4 separate regions of the Mus musculus genome follow, and regions 1, 2 and 4 are each linked to region 3. Evidence: chromatin contacts called from public Micro-C and promoter capture Hi-C data. All regions are on one chromosome and are shown on one strand. Each heading gives the region's core, a stretch centred on a gene start, on an enhancer-like site or on the middle of the called end of the contact. The rest is flanking DNA. Distances are from core to core; before and after follow the strand shown.

Region 1 (2,700 bases), core at 138-2,637, 640 kb after region 3:
CATGCTCAGCGTGCCTTGTGTGCCTTTTGCTGCTCAGAAGTCACCCAGCGAGCGATCAGGCACTGGGTGGCATCCCATCCCAAAAGCTGGGTACAGCAGATGCTTGTCTTGGAGACACCCAGAGACAGCACGCGCGCGCGCGCATACACACACACACACACACACACACACACACACACACACACACGCAGCGCACACTTGGGCGAGACCCCTGCACAGCAACACAGCTCACTCAAGCGACACACAAACACAGCTCAAGTGCCCCGGTCGTCCGCACCACCACCACCAACACTACCAGGCAAGCGACAGATACAGATCCCCTTTTCACCCCTTAAGAGCACACGTATACAACTCTGGTTTGGGGGGTGGCCACCCACACCCGTAAACGGACAGGTGCACCCCACCCCGCAGACACGCGGGCAAGGACTCACGCAGACACCCCTCCGGGTGACAAACGCCAACATCTCGGTGTAGGGATACAAACTCGGGAGCCAAACACGAGCACACACACCCAGGCGAGACACCTGCAGATCCACAGCCCCGCACGCGCGGTCCCCGCCGCCCCTCCGCTGTCACAGCCCCCCCCCTCGACGCCGCCACGTGCGCCCGCCCCGCCCGCCCAGCGCGCGCGGGGCCAATAACCGGCTGTTGCTGGGGCGCAGCCCCCGCCCGCGGGAGCCACAGCCTCCGCCGCCCCCTGTCGCCGCCCCCGGCGGGCGCGCGCTCTGGGTGTGGCCGATCCTCGGTGCCACCCCCCACCCCAACCCTCCCGCAGTGGGACTCGGGGGACTCGAGCGAGCCCGGGGCCACGCTCCTCCCAGGTCTCACTAGCCACCAGGGGGCGCGGGCGAGCCCGAACCCCATTGTTTGTAAACAAACCCGCCAGACCGCTGTGGCACCTGTGCGCCCAGACAGGGCGCCCTGAGTCCCAGGTGCTTCCTTCCCGCCCGCCTGGCCCAGCCTTAGTCCCAGTGATGAAAGCTGGGGCACAAGCTGCGGGAATGCAAGGCGACCGTCCTATCGGCCCGTGCACCCCGTCACCTCCTCCAGGGAGCCCTCCGGGCCTTGCCGCTCGTAAGCAGCTTCGGGAATCGGGGTGCTCACTCACCCCGGGGGCATGAACACTCCGGAGAAAGGAGGCGATGGGGTGGCGGGCGGTTGCCTTCTGGAGGGCTCGCCCGCCGAGTGGGTTGCTATTGAGGCACCTTGCTGCTGCTCCTGCTGCTCTAACTGCAGTGACTGCTGCTGCTTCTGGAGTCTTCGTGTCCGGATCACCGCTGCTGCTGCTTGCTTGCTGGTGTCGCCGCCGCCTCCTGGGCTCCCCGCTCGCATGTGGCTCTATGCCGCGTCTCAGGCCTCCCGGCAGATCCCCGGGCCCCGCTCGCTCGGCGGCCGCCCCGCCCCGCCTCTCGCTGGCTCCCACGCCCCGCCCCCGCGTGACGCCAGGGCCCCGCCCGCGGCTGGGGACAAGTCGGGGCTTGCAGTCGGGCGCCGCGCCCCCTACCTCGGCGCGGGGGGTTTCCCGGCAGCCAGAGGGGCGGGGCGAGGCCTGGTCCAGGCAGGAGGAGCAGCGTGGGGACAGCCCAGACCTAGGGTGTCCGGACACACGCTTGACACACTGACACACTGACTGGGACCCACACCCACACCTGAGGAGTACGCTCAGACTAACGGACTGGCACGCCAGGGTGCACTGAGTCAGTGATGACTGAGCCACAGGGACACAAAGTCAGACCAGAGGCACAGATACACATCAGGACAAGGGCCTGGACACACGAGCTCACACAGACCCAGACATCCAGATTATCTTACTTACTGGCTCACTGGGTCACACACAGACAGTGACAACCCAAAACGTAGTTGCACAAACAATATTCAAACAGTCTCCGACGCACAAACCCGTGTCCCCAGATGCCTAGGGCATTCACACTACACTAAAGGCTGACCCCTTCTCAGAACAACTTCCTGGCAGGTTCAGAGGGACACACACTCCAATCCAAATAGCACTCTCAGGCTGACACCCGCAATAGCTGAAGCACAGCCACTAGACTGCACTGGCTGACCCTACAAAACATGCCAGTCACATACAGAAGAAACTGAGCCCAGACCTGTGCTCACAAAGTCACTCCTGAGACAGGTTCCTGCTAAATGGCTTGATGGCGGGTTACACTCGTGAACTTAAACACCTGGCCCGCCTGGCGTAATACCCATCTGGCACTGGACAAATGGGGAAGAGGCAGCCCTGTGCTCCTGGCACAGACATGCCCGGGCAGCCCCCTGCACCCTATTTCATCCTGTCTGTTGTTTCTGTTTCCTTTCCCTTTTCTAAAAGTCATTTATTTCCCTTCCCTTTTGAAACAGTGACCCTTCCTCCTCCCAAGCCGTAGACATCTCTCACGGCACTTGACAGACTCTCTGTCTCACCCAAACTGTCACCAAACTTACTGAGTATATTACTTACCTATGGGTGCCCAGCACTGGGCCCGCTGTGAAAGGGTGTCACACAGCCATGTGAGATAAGACACTTGTTAAAGAAATAAACATAGTCACTTACACCTGTCTTCCCAGCACTTCCAGAGGATAAAGCAGGAATGTGGTTGCAAGGTTGGAGTCTGTCTGAGTTACATAGTGAGTTCCAGGCCCCCCCCTTTTTTTTTTTTTCTTTTTTGGTTTTTCAAGACAGGGTTTCTCTGTGTAGCC
Region 2 (2,700 bases), core at 88-2,587, 670 kb after region 3:
CTAAAAGTGGGATTTGAAATCTGAATATTCCCAGAGGTAAGAGGGTGACGCGATAGGATTTTGAGCTTGAAACTGGATTTTGGTTAGAGATCCTGTAAAAGTAAAACATGGTTAATTAAAGGTAGGAACGACTTTAACTAATGAATGAGCCGGCTCTTAAGACTTATCTGAAGGCAGGGTTAGCGGTTTTGGGTCAGACCATAGTGGGATTTTAGATCCCACGTAGTAGAAGCAAGAGACTGATCTTGGTCACTTTAACGTGATCAGCCAGGTTACTGCTTGTGTTCATCTTTTAGTTCCCCTGCAGTAGAATAAGATGTGGAGCAGAGGCCAGGAAAGGCTGTCAAAGGAATAGTGAGAGTGGAAGCCAAGGACATCTTCGGAAAGGGGCCAGGCCAAACAGGATAGTTTGGGGTCCTGGGAGGAGTGGATGAGCTCATTACACTAGCACTTCCCAGTAGTCAACAGGGTTAGATTGGAGGGGCTCCTGCTTCAGGGGCCTCCTGAGGGTCGAGTAAGCTGGAGGCCAAGTTGTAGGTGGGTTTGACTGAGGTGCGGGATAGGGTGGGTCGGGCAGGCTGGTCCTCCATTTACCGCTTTTTGTCTCCTTAGAGGTGGGCCCCGAGGGCCAGGAGACGGCGGAGATCACAGACTTCCAGAGGGTGCGTTTCTGCAAGGTGGTGGCGGCTGCTCCGCCGCCGGGGGCTGCCCGCTGACAGCGCCAGCAGACCAGGGTGCCTCGCTCTGTACTAACCTTCAGCTCCTCTGCTTCTGCTACACTCCGTCCAGGCCAGGGTTAAACTTAGTGGGGGAGGAAGCAGGTTAGCAACGAGCCCGGCCCGAGGGGAGTCTTCTAAATTCGCTGAGGACCCAGTGGTGCCAGTCCGACCGCACTCGTCTGGTCGAACCCTCGGAGTCAGTCCCTGTGAGGCCTGGGTGTGCAGGAACCTGCAGCTAGGGATTGAATTAAACGCGTGCTACCGCCAACCTTTGAACTGTGCTGCTAGCTGATCAGGCTAGGCTGCTGTGCTTGGCTGGCGGAAGAGGCGGGACGAGAGTGCTCCTCTCATCCTCACACCTCTCTCCTCCCACCCCGCAGGCCGTCTCGCAGTCCTGAAGATGCTGCTGGGAGGGGCGGCAGCGCAGGTTTGCCTGGCTCCCAGGCTGGCTGCTCTCCTCCCTGCAGTCCACCCTGGATCCCTCGCCTCTAGGGAACAGAAGTTTACGCTGGTGCGGAGTTGCTGGGGAAGGGGCCAGCAGGGGTGATGGAGGGAACTGGGTCTCGGAACTCTCGTAGTAGTCCAGGGATGTGAGACTGGGAGGGCCGGGGCCGGGGCTCGGTGGGCGGGGCTAGCGTTCAGAAGCTCCGTAGGCCTCCGGCTTCAACAGAGTAGGAACCTTAGCTCCGGCGGGCAGAGGGATGCTAGTGTGCAGAGCTGCAGTCGGTCGAAGAAGGAAGGGGTTCGATTAGCGCGGAGAGGGCTGAGGTAGAAAACAGGAATAGGCGGTTGGAAATGTGACAGCTAGGGCGGGAGAAGAGCGAGTGGGCGTGGCCTTGAGGGGGTAGAGCTAAGAAATCTTGATAGTGGTGGGTCAGAGGCGGTAGGGGCGTGTCTAGGATGTAGCTGAGCTGGGGGGGGGGTGCTGTCTGACAAGGCGTGGTCCTGGAAGGGGCGTGGCTTGCTTGAGGCGGTCCTGGGGTGGGGGCGGGGTCGGTGCAGGCTGAGTGGGCAGCGCGATGCGGGGCTCGAGCTGCGTGGGCAGTGGTGGCGAGAGCCCGGGTGGTACGGGGCTGAGCGAGGGTCCCCGTGGCCGATGGCTGCGGCTCGCCCCTGTCTGCGCCTACTTCCTGTGTGTGTCCTTGGCCGCTGTGCTGCTTGCTGTGTACTACGGGCTCATCTGGGTTCCCACGCGGCCGCCTGCGGGCCCCGCCGACCCCCTGCCCAGCGCTGCGGCCGCTCCGTGTGCTCGAGCAGCACCGCCCGCCCCGCCTCCGGCCGCACCCGCATCCTGTTTGCTTGGGGCCTCCGGCGGGCCACGACCGCAGCCAGGACTGCCACGGAGTCGCCGCCACAGTCGCCGCCCAGCTCCGGGAGCGACGCGGGAGACCGCGCGCCGAGCGCCTGGATAGTCTGGCCCGCCCCCACCGTGGCCTGCGTCTGTCTATCTGCACCACCGGGCCTCGCCTGCGCGGCGCCGCCTCTCTCCTTGCCGCGGTCCTGATCCTGCCCGACCTTATTCCACCTTGCTCCTTCCCGGGACTCAGCGCTCATCGGCAATAAACTCCAGCCTCAGCTGGCTTACCTGGTCTGTGGTCGTTGGCCTCGGCCGCTGGTCCCTTCTAGCTCCGTGGCCGCGCGGCCTTAAAGGCTTTCCTCTCTCATTGCTCACATGTAATTTTTGGGTTGGAATGGGGAGAAGCGGCTTGCCAGTTTTCGGGGCCATTGAAGGTCAGATACTGTAAAGGCCTTACCAGTTTTCGGGGTGTCATCTCGTATAGCTTCGGAGACAGTGGTGCGTGCTGGAAACTGCAGTTGGTATAGTTTGCAATGGCAGGGGTAGAGGATGTCACCCGTAAGCTAGCTTGTCCTGGTTTGGGTGGTGACATTTGCTGCTTTGGAAGTGTGGAGCATATAGCTGAACCAAACCAAAACTGGTCTGCATTGCTGTTGGTGCCATGTTGAGACTGGTGTAGCTTCT
Region 3 (2,700 bases), core at 135-2,634:
CTTCATCTTCGTCATCATCTTCATCATCTTCATCTTCGTCATCTTCATCATCATCATCCACCTCTGTCTCTACCTCCACTGCGGGGGTATCTCTCACAGCCAGTAGCGCGACTAAATCAGGAACCCCGCTCTTTTCGTCTTTGATGTTTAAGCAGATAGACTCTGTCCCAGGAAGGTCTTTCTCTATCTCTTCCTTCTTAGCTTTGTCGGTGACAGTGACAAGTGCCAAGAATTCTCGGGGGCCATCTCCTTCTTCCTGGTCACCCCGAAAGGCCCACTTCTTGGTGAGCTCTTTGGCAGCTGCTTGGAGCGTGGCATACAGGGCCCTCTGGTCTTCATCTACGCTCAGGTCCTCTGCGTAGATCTCCTCTATGACGATACCCAGGCTGTCATCAGAAGAGTCTTCCGACTCACTCCTGGCTCGCCGCCCTCCCCGGCTCCTCTTCTGGCCCTTCTGAGCCGTCAACTTGTGGCTTCTGGATCGGCGCTTGCCTCCCCGACGGCCCCGACGGCCGCTCCTAGCTGCCCCTTCAGAGGAGCCAGCCTTCTTGGCCTCCTTCCCTAATCCCTTGGCCTGGGCTTGGGCCTCCAATACCAGAGGGATGGCTATTTCTCTGAAGTCATCCATGGGCCTTTCATCCAGCAACAGGCGCCTCATCTGCCTAAGGACCCGCGCATCTTGCCCGCGGTCCTTACTCAGGATTTTCCAAATCCCATTCTCTCCCCTAATGTGGATAGGTATGGCAGAGTGATCGAAGTCTGCCCCAAATTCTACAAGGGCTGCCTGAGACTTCTCTTTGGTTACAGCTCTCACAGTCCGAAGCCTGTAGTTGCCCAGGGGCTGCAAGTTCGGACTCAGGGTAGCTTCGATGTCCGCCTGCTGCAGGCGCTCAGGGATGCCCGTGATCAGGAGGGCCCTGTGCACCTCCACTTCCAGCTCCTTACACCAATCTTGCAGAAGGTTCATCGTCATGGCGCTGCCCGGCGGAGGCTAATCTTAGGCGGGAGGGAGCCCGAGAAAGGGGTGGGCTACTGAACACAGGCTAGGTCAATCCCACTCTGGAAAGGCCACCAGCAGGGTGAGAGTCCAGACTCCGGGTTTGGGGCTGTAGGCTATAGCTACCTGCTAGCTTGCCGGACTCAACGGTCTTCCCCCGGGGCAATCCGAGGGTCCGCAGGGGGCTTACGTGTACTTTCTCCGGGCTGTCCCGGGTTGCTCCTCCCTTCCCTTTGTCCCTGACAACCTAGGTGACTGGACACCGCTGGTGGAGTACAGGAGGGCGACGATCAACGCACCTGGTGGGCGTGGGGGTGAGTGAGAGCAGCGGCTCGCCTGTGCTCCCGCGGAGTCTGGAGTGAAGCGCGTACCCGGGTCTAGACGCTCAGCGGGGCCGCTGCGGAACGGCAGCCTCGGTCTGCGCCTGCGCGGACCCAATCACCTCTCCGCCCCCTCCTGCTAGTCCCCGTCTCCATAGTAACACTGCAGGCTGCAGCTGGGGTCTGCCCGGGTACGGTCGCAGCAGCTGCTCTTAAAGGGCCAGGTGGGAAGGAGGGTTTAGGGACTAGTGAGCCAAGAAGGAAGACAAAGTCACTGTGAAAACCACTGAAGGTGATCAGTCTCACTTCAAGGGATAGACAGACACCTCCTTGGAAAGAATAGAGGCTTCCACCAGGGTCATTTATTCTGGCTTTGTTTTTTGAAGCAAGGCCAGGCTAGCCTTGAACTTGCCATGTAGCCAAGGATGACCTTGAACTTCTGATTCTCCTGCTTCCGCCCTCCTGCGATTACAGGCCTCAGTGGTGTCTAGCCTGCGCTGTTTTATTAATACGTCTCTGGGGCTCGGGGCCAGGGTTTTCTGCATGCTGCGTAAGCACTCTACCAACCGAACTACATCCTCATTCCTGCGGGACAGATAGACCTCTGATTAATAAAGCCCCAAATCAAACTGTCCTTTGGAGGTGTAACCTCACACGGGCTCTATGTTTTACCGTATCCTCAATAGCAAGCAGAAACGCCCCGGTCAGCTGTCCTTTATGAGCCAAGGGGTATCATTTCGGGTGTGTGGTACTCAGTATGTGGGTACCAGACTCATGGAGACCAGCTTCACTCATGGATGTCCCTATATTCTGCTTCTGAAACGGGATCTCACTTTGTAGGCCAGTTTAGCCTAGAACTGTGTAGCTCAGGTTAGCCACAAACTCATAGAGATCTGTCAGCCTCTGCCTCTGCCCTCTGCCCTCTGCCTTCTGCCTTTGCTTGCTGAATGCTGGATTGACGTTGTATGCTAGCACACCTGGATCCTTTTGGGGTTTGGTTTTTGAAACAGGATATCACTATGTAGCCCAGGCTAGCCTCAAAGTCCTGGTAATCCTCCTGCCTCAGAATGCTGGGATCATAGGTGTGAGCCACTGTACCCAGATATTCCAAATTTTTTATTTTGAAATTTTTGTTTTATTTATGATTTGTGTGTGTGTGTGTGTGTGCATATGTACGATGCATGTGCGGTGGGGCATGCCTGTGCACAGCATATGTATGGAGGTCAGAGGACAACTTTTAGGTCAGCTCTCACCTACCACCATACCCATGGTCCATTGCTTTAAAGGCCCTTGAGCTGCCTGTCCCTCCCTCTATGAGTTGAATAGACTATCTGTTGGATTTATATTCTATCCTTATTGCTTTCTCAGCAGCAACTTCGAGAA
Region 4 (2,700 bases), core at 109-2,608, 700 kb after region 3:
TTTAAGGGTCATAGGTCGTAGCATCATGAAGGTTGAGAACTACTGTTTTAAAGGATTAGTTCAGTTCCCAGCATCCACATAGTGTCTCCTAATGATTTGTAATGGCTGCCTTGGACACCAAGCCCACACATGCTGGACATACATGCAAGCAAAACACCCATACATATAAAATTATATATAATATGTAAGCTGGGCCCAGGATACAGTGTTTCAGTTCAGTAGGTAGCATGCTGGCCTAACACGCACAAGCCTCTGGTTCAGTCCCCTGCACTGAATAAAATCTCCAATAGTGGTTGGGTGTGGTGGTACATGCATTTAATTCCAGCACTCCAGACACAGATGCAGGCAGACCTCTGGGAGTTTGAGGCCAGCTACTTAGTGAGCTCCAGGTCAGTCCAAGTGAGACTTGGTTTCAAAATAAAACAAATATATACACACAAAGAAACTAAATCTGCATGGTGGATTTAGGAGGTAGAGGCAGGAGGCTCATCTAGTCAAGGAGAGTTTGTGGCTAGCCTGGGCTACATGAGGCCATTCTGGGCTACATGAGCCTCTGTCTGAAAACACAAACAAAAACAAATGAACAAACAAACAAACAACAACAAAAATCCCAGCCAGGCTTGGTAACAAGCATTTGGGAGACGGCCATAGGTGGACCTCCGTGAGTTCAGGCTGCAGAGAGAGGCCAGTTTAAAACCAAAACGAGACAAAAAGGGATGCTCAGTGGTTTAAGAGCATTGGCTGCTGCTCCTCCAGGGGACTGAGGTTTCCTTCCCAGAACCCACAGGGCAGCTCACAACTGTCTGTAGCTCCAGTTCCAGGGGAGCTGATGCAGTTTCCTTGCCTCCACAGGCATGGTGTGTAGCACGCAGATATACAGACAAACCACTCATGCACCAAAGGCAAAAATAAATTAATCTAAAAGAAAGGAAGGAAGGAAGGAAGGAAGGAAGGAAGGAAGGAAGAAAGAAAGAAAGAAAGAAAGAAAGAAAGAAAGAAAGAAAGAAAGAGAAAGAAAGACAGGAAGGAAGGAAGGAAGGAAGGAAGGAAGGAAGGAAGGAAGGAAGGAAGGAAGGAATTGGACATACAGCAGGTGGTGGTCATGTTGAGAGACCCCCACCCCAGGTGACTCCCAGGCAGGTCAGGGTTAAGCAACGCAGCTCAAAACAGAAGTTTGCAGAGTCCAGGGGATTGCCAAATGTGTGGCCTGTGGAATCTGCTTATGTCAACAGGGTTGGAAGGGGAAGTGAGCAGGAAAGGAAGTGGGCTGAGAGCTTGGCGGACTCTAGTGTGTTCTTTCTCCTCCCCCAGCCCCAGCCTTCTGGACCCTTGGGTCTTACACACCTATCTGTTCTTCAGATGCAGGGCTCCAAGGCCTGGGGCCAGAGCCGCCTTCCCTTGTAACGGTGACCTCCGGGAGCTCACATCCAGGAAGCTGTTACATTGCAGTAGAGTCTTCTGGGATGAAATATGAGGGGCTGGGAGACGGGTCAGTGAGTAAAGTGTTTGCCATTTAAACATAAGGATATGCGTTCCAGCCCAGGCTATGGATTTGCCTGGTACAGAGGCACGGTGGGTTGTGTTTGTAACCTCAGCACGGGAGAGTGAGACAGATGGATCTCTAGGGCTTGCTGACCAGCAGGCCTGGGTTAATCAGTGAGCATCTAGAGCAAGTTGAGAGCCTTGGTCTCTAAACACAAGGTGGAAGGAAAGGGAGGGCCCTGGAGAGGTGGTTCATAGGTACCGCTCTCAGCAGCAAGCACTCTCACCTGAGGAGCCCTAGCCCTAGCTCTACTACTGAGCCACACTCCCAGCCCCTCATTGGTGAGTTCTTGGTTCTGTTGAGCCAGGCCCCCAATCCTTTGCTGGAGGATTCTAGGCAAATATCCTAACACTGAGCTGTGCACTGCTCCAGACCTTTTATCATCTTGGCACATCTGTTGACCAGGTAAGTCTCCCATGTTGAGGTGTGGAGAACACTGAGGCCTTTCAGGATGAGAGAGAGAGAGGAGAGGCCTGCATCACAGAATCTGTAGTGCCTTGACCCAGAAGCAATTTCCTCTAACAACATGACTTTATGCTCTAAATATCAACAGAAGAATTTGTGACCGCATCCTTCTCAGCCTTAAGCAAGGCTCAGAGAGAAAGACGACCATCAGGAACTGCTGAGTGACGAGAGTCCATGTCAGGGTTGAGGCCATGTCCTGCTCGGTGTCCTAAGCCTGCACCATGCTGTAGGTGTATAGTTTAAGACAGTGTACTCTAGGGCACACTTTAATTCCCACAATTGGGAAGCTGAGGAAAGCAAATCTGTGAGTTTGAAGTCACTCTGGCCTACGTGAGACCCTGTCTCAAACCCAACCCAACCCAAATCAAACCAAACCAAACCCAGCCACTATAGCCAACTTCTTTTTTGTTCTTGTCATTACTACTACTACTACAAATAATAATAATAAATATCTAATAATAATTTTCACTTTAAATATCTGTGCACATGGGCCTGTGAGAGTCACAGTTTGTATTTGAAGGTCAGAGGCTAGCCTTAATTCTAGAGCTTTCCTTTCTACTTTGAGACAGAGTCTCTTGTTGCTTGTAATGGCAAAGGCCAGCTGGCCCACGTTTCCAGGGATTTTGACTCCCTGGCTGTCTTCCTTTCTGAACGCTGGCATCACATACATATACTACTGAATGTGGCTATTA

Evidence for each region. A called contact is a pair of places that touch in the nucleus more often than the background predicts. Capture Hi-C pulls out chosen DNA fragments and counts their contacts.
Region 1: a Micro-C map of embryonic stem cells shows a contact between it and region 3, with 6 times the contacts expected there. The contact joins the promoter of Bbc3 here to the promoter of Pnmal2 in region 3. A contact is called at or near these places in 1 of 39 promoter capture datasets (cranial neural crest), 1 of 484 Hi-C or Micro-C datasets (embryonic stem cells) and 1 of 115 datasets of contacts at active chromatin or transcription factors (astrocytes).
Region 2: a Micro-C map of embryonic stem cells shows a contact between it and region 3, with 4 times the contacts expected there. The contact joins the promoter of Inafm1 here to the promoter of Pnmal2 in region 3. A contact is called at or near these places in 1 of 484 Hi-C or Micro-C datasets (embryonic stem cells) and 1 of 115 datasets of contacts at active chromatin or transcription factors (bone marrow-derived macrophages).
Region 4: a contact with region 3 is called in a promoter capture Hi-C map of adipose tissue. The contact joins the promoter of C5ar2 here to the promoter of Pnmal2 in region 3. A contact is called at or near these places in 2 of 39 promoter capture datasets (cranial neural crest and pre-B cells) and 1 of 9 other capture datasets (adipose tissue).

What each region holds. Positions count from the first base shown.
Region 1 is chr7:16,308,270-16,310,969 of GRCm38.p6, reverse strand. Bbc3 (BCL2 binding component 3) reads right to left here and starts at 1,387. Exons shown (of 4, transcript NM_133234.2): 1 at 1,109-1,387.
Region 2 is chr7:16,272,329-16,275,028 of GRCm38.p6, reverse strand. Inafm1 (InaF motif containing 1) reads left to right here and starts at 1,337. Exons shown (of 1, transcript NM_001136270.1): 1 at 1,337-2,700. The coding sequence starts at 1,739. The coding sequence ends at 2,131. It overlaps Ccdc9 (coiled-coil domain containing 9), which reads left to right. Exons shown (of 14, transcript NM_001382411.1): 14 at 613-987. The coding sequence ends at 716.
Region 3 is chr7:16,943,366-16,946,065 of GRCm38.p6, reverse strand. It overlaps Pnmal2 (PNMA-like 2), which reads right to left and starts at 1,384. Exons shown (of 1, transcript NM_001099636.2): 1 at 1-1,384. The coding sequence starts at 973.
Region 4 is chr7:16,242,812-16,245,511 of GRCm38.p6, reverse strand. It overlaps C5ar2 (complement component 5a receptor 2), which reads left to right and starts at 1,358. Exons shown (of 2, transcript NM_176912.5): 1 at 1,358-1,489.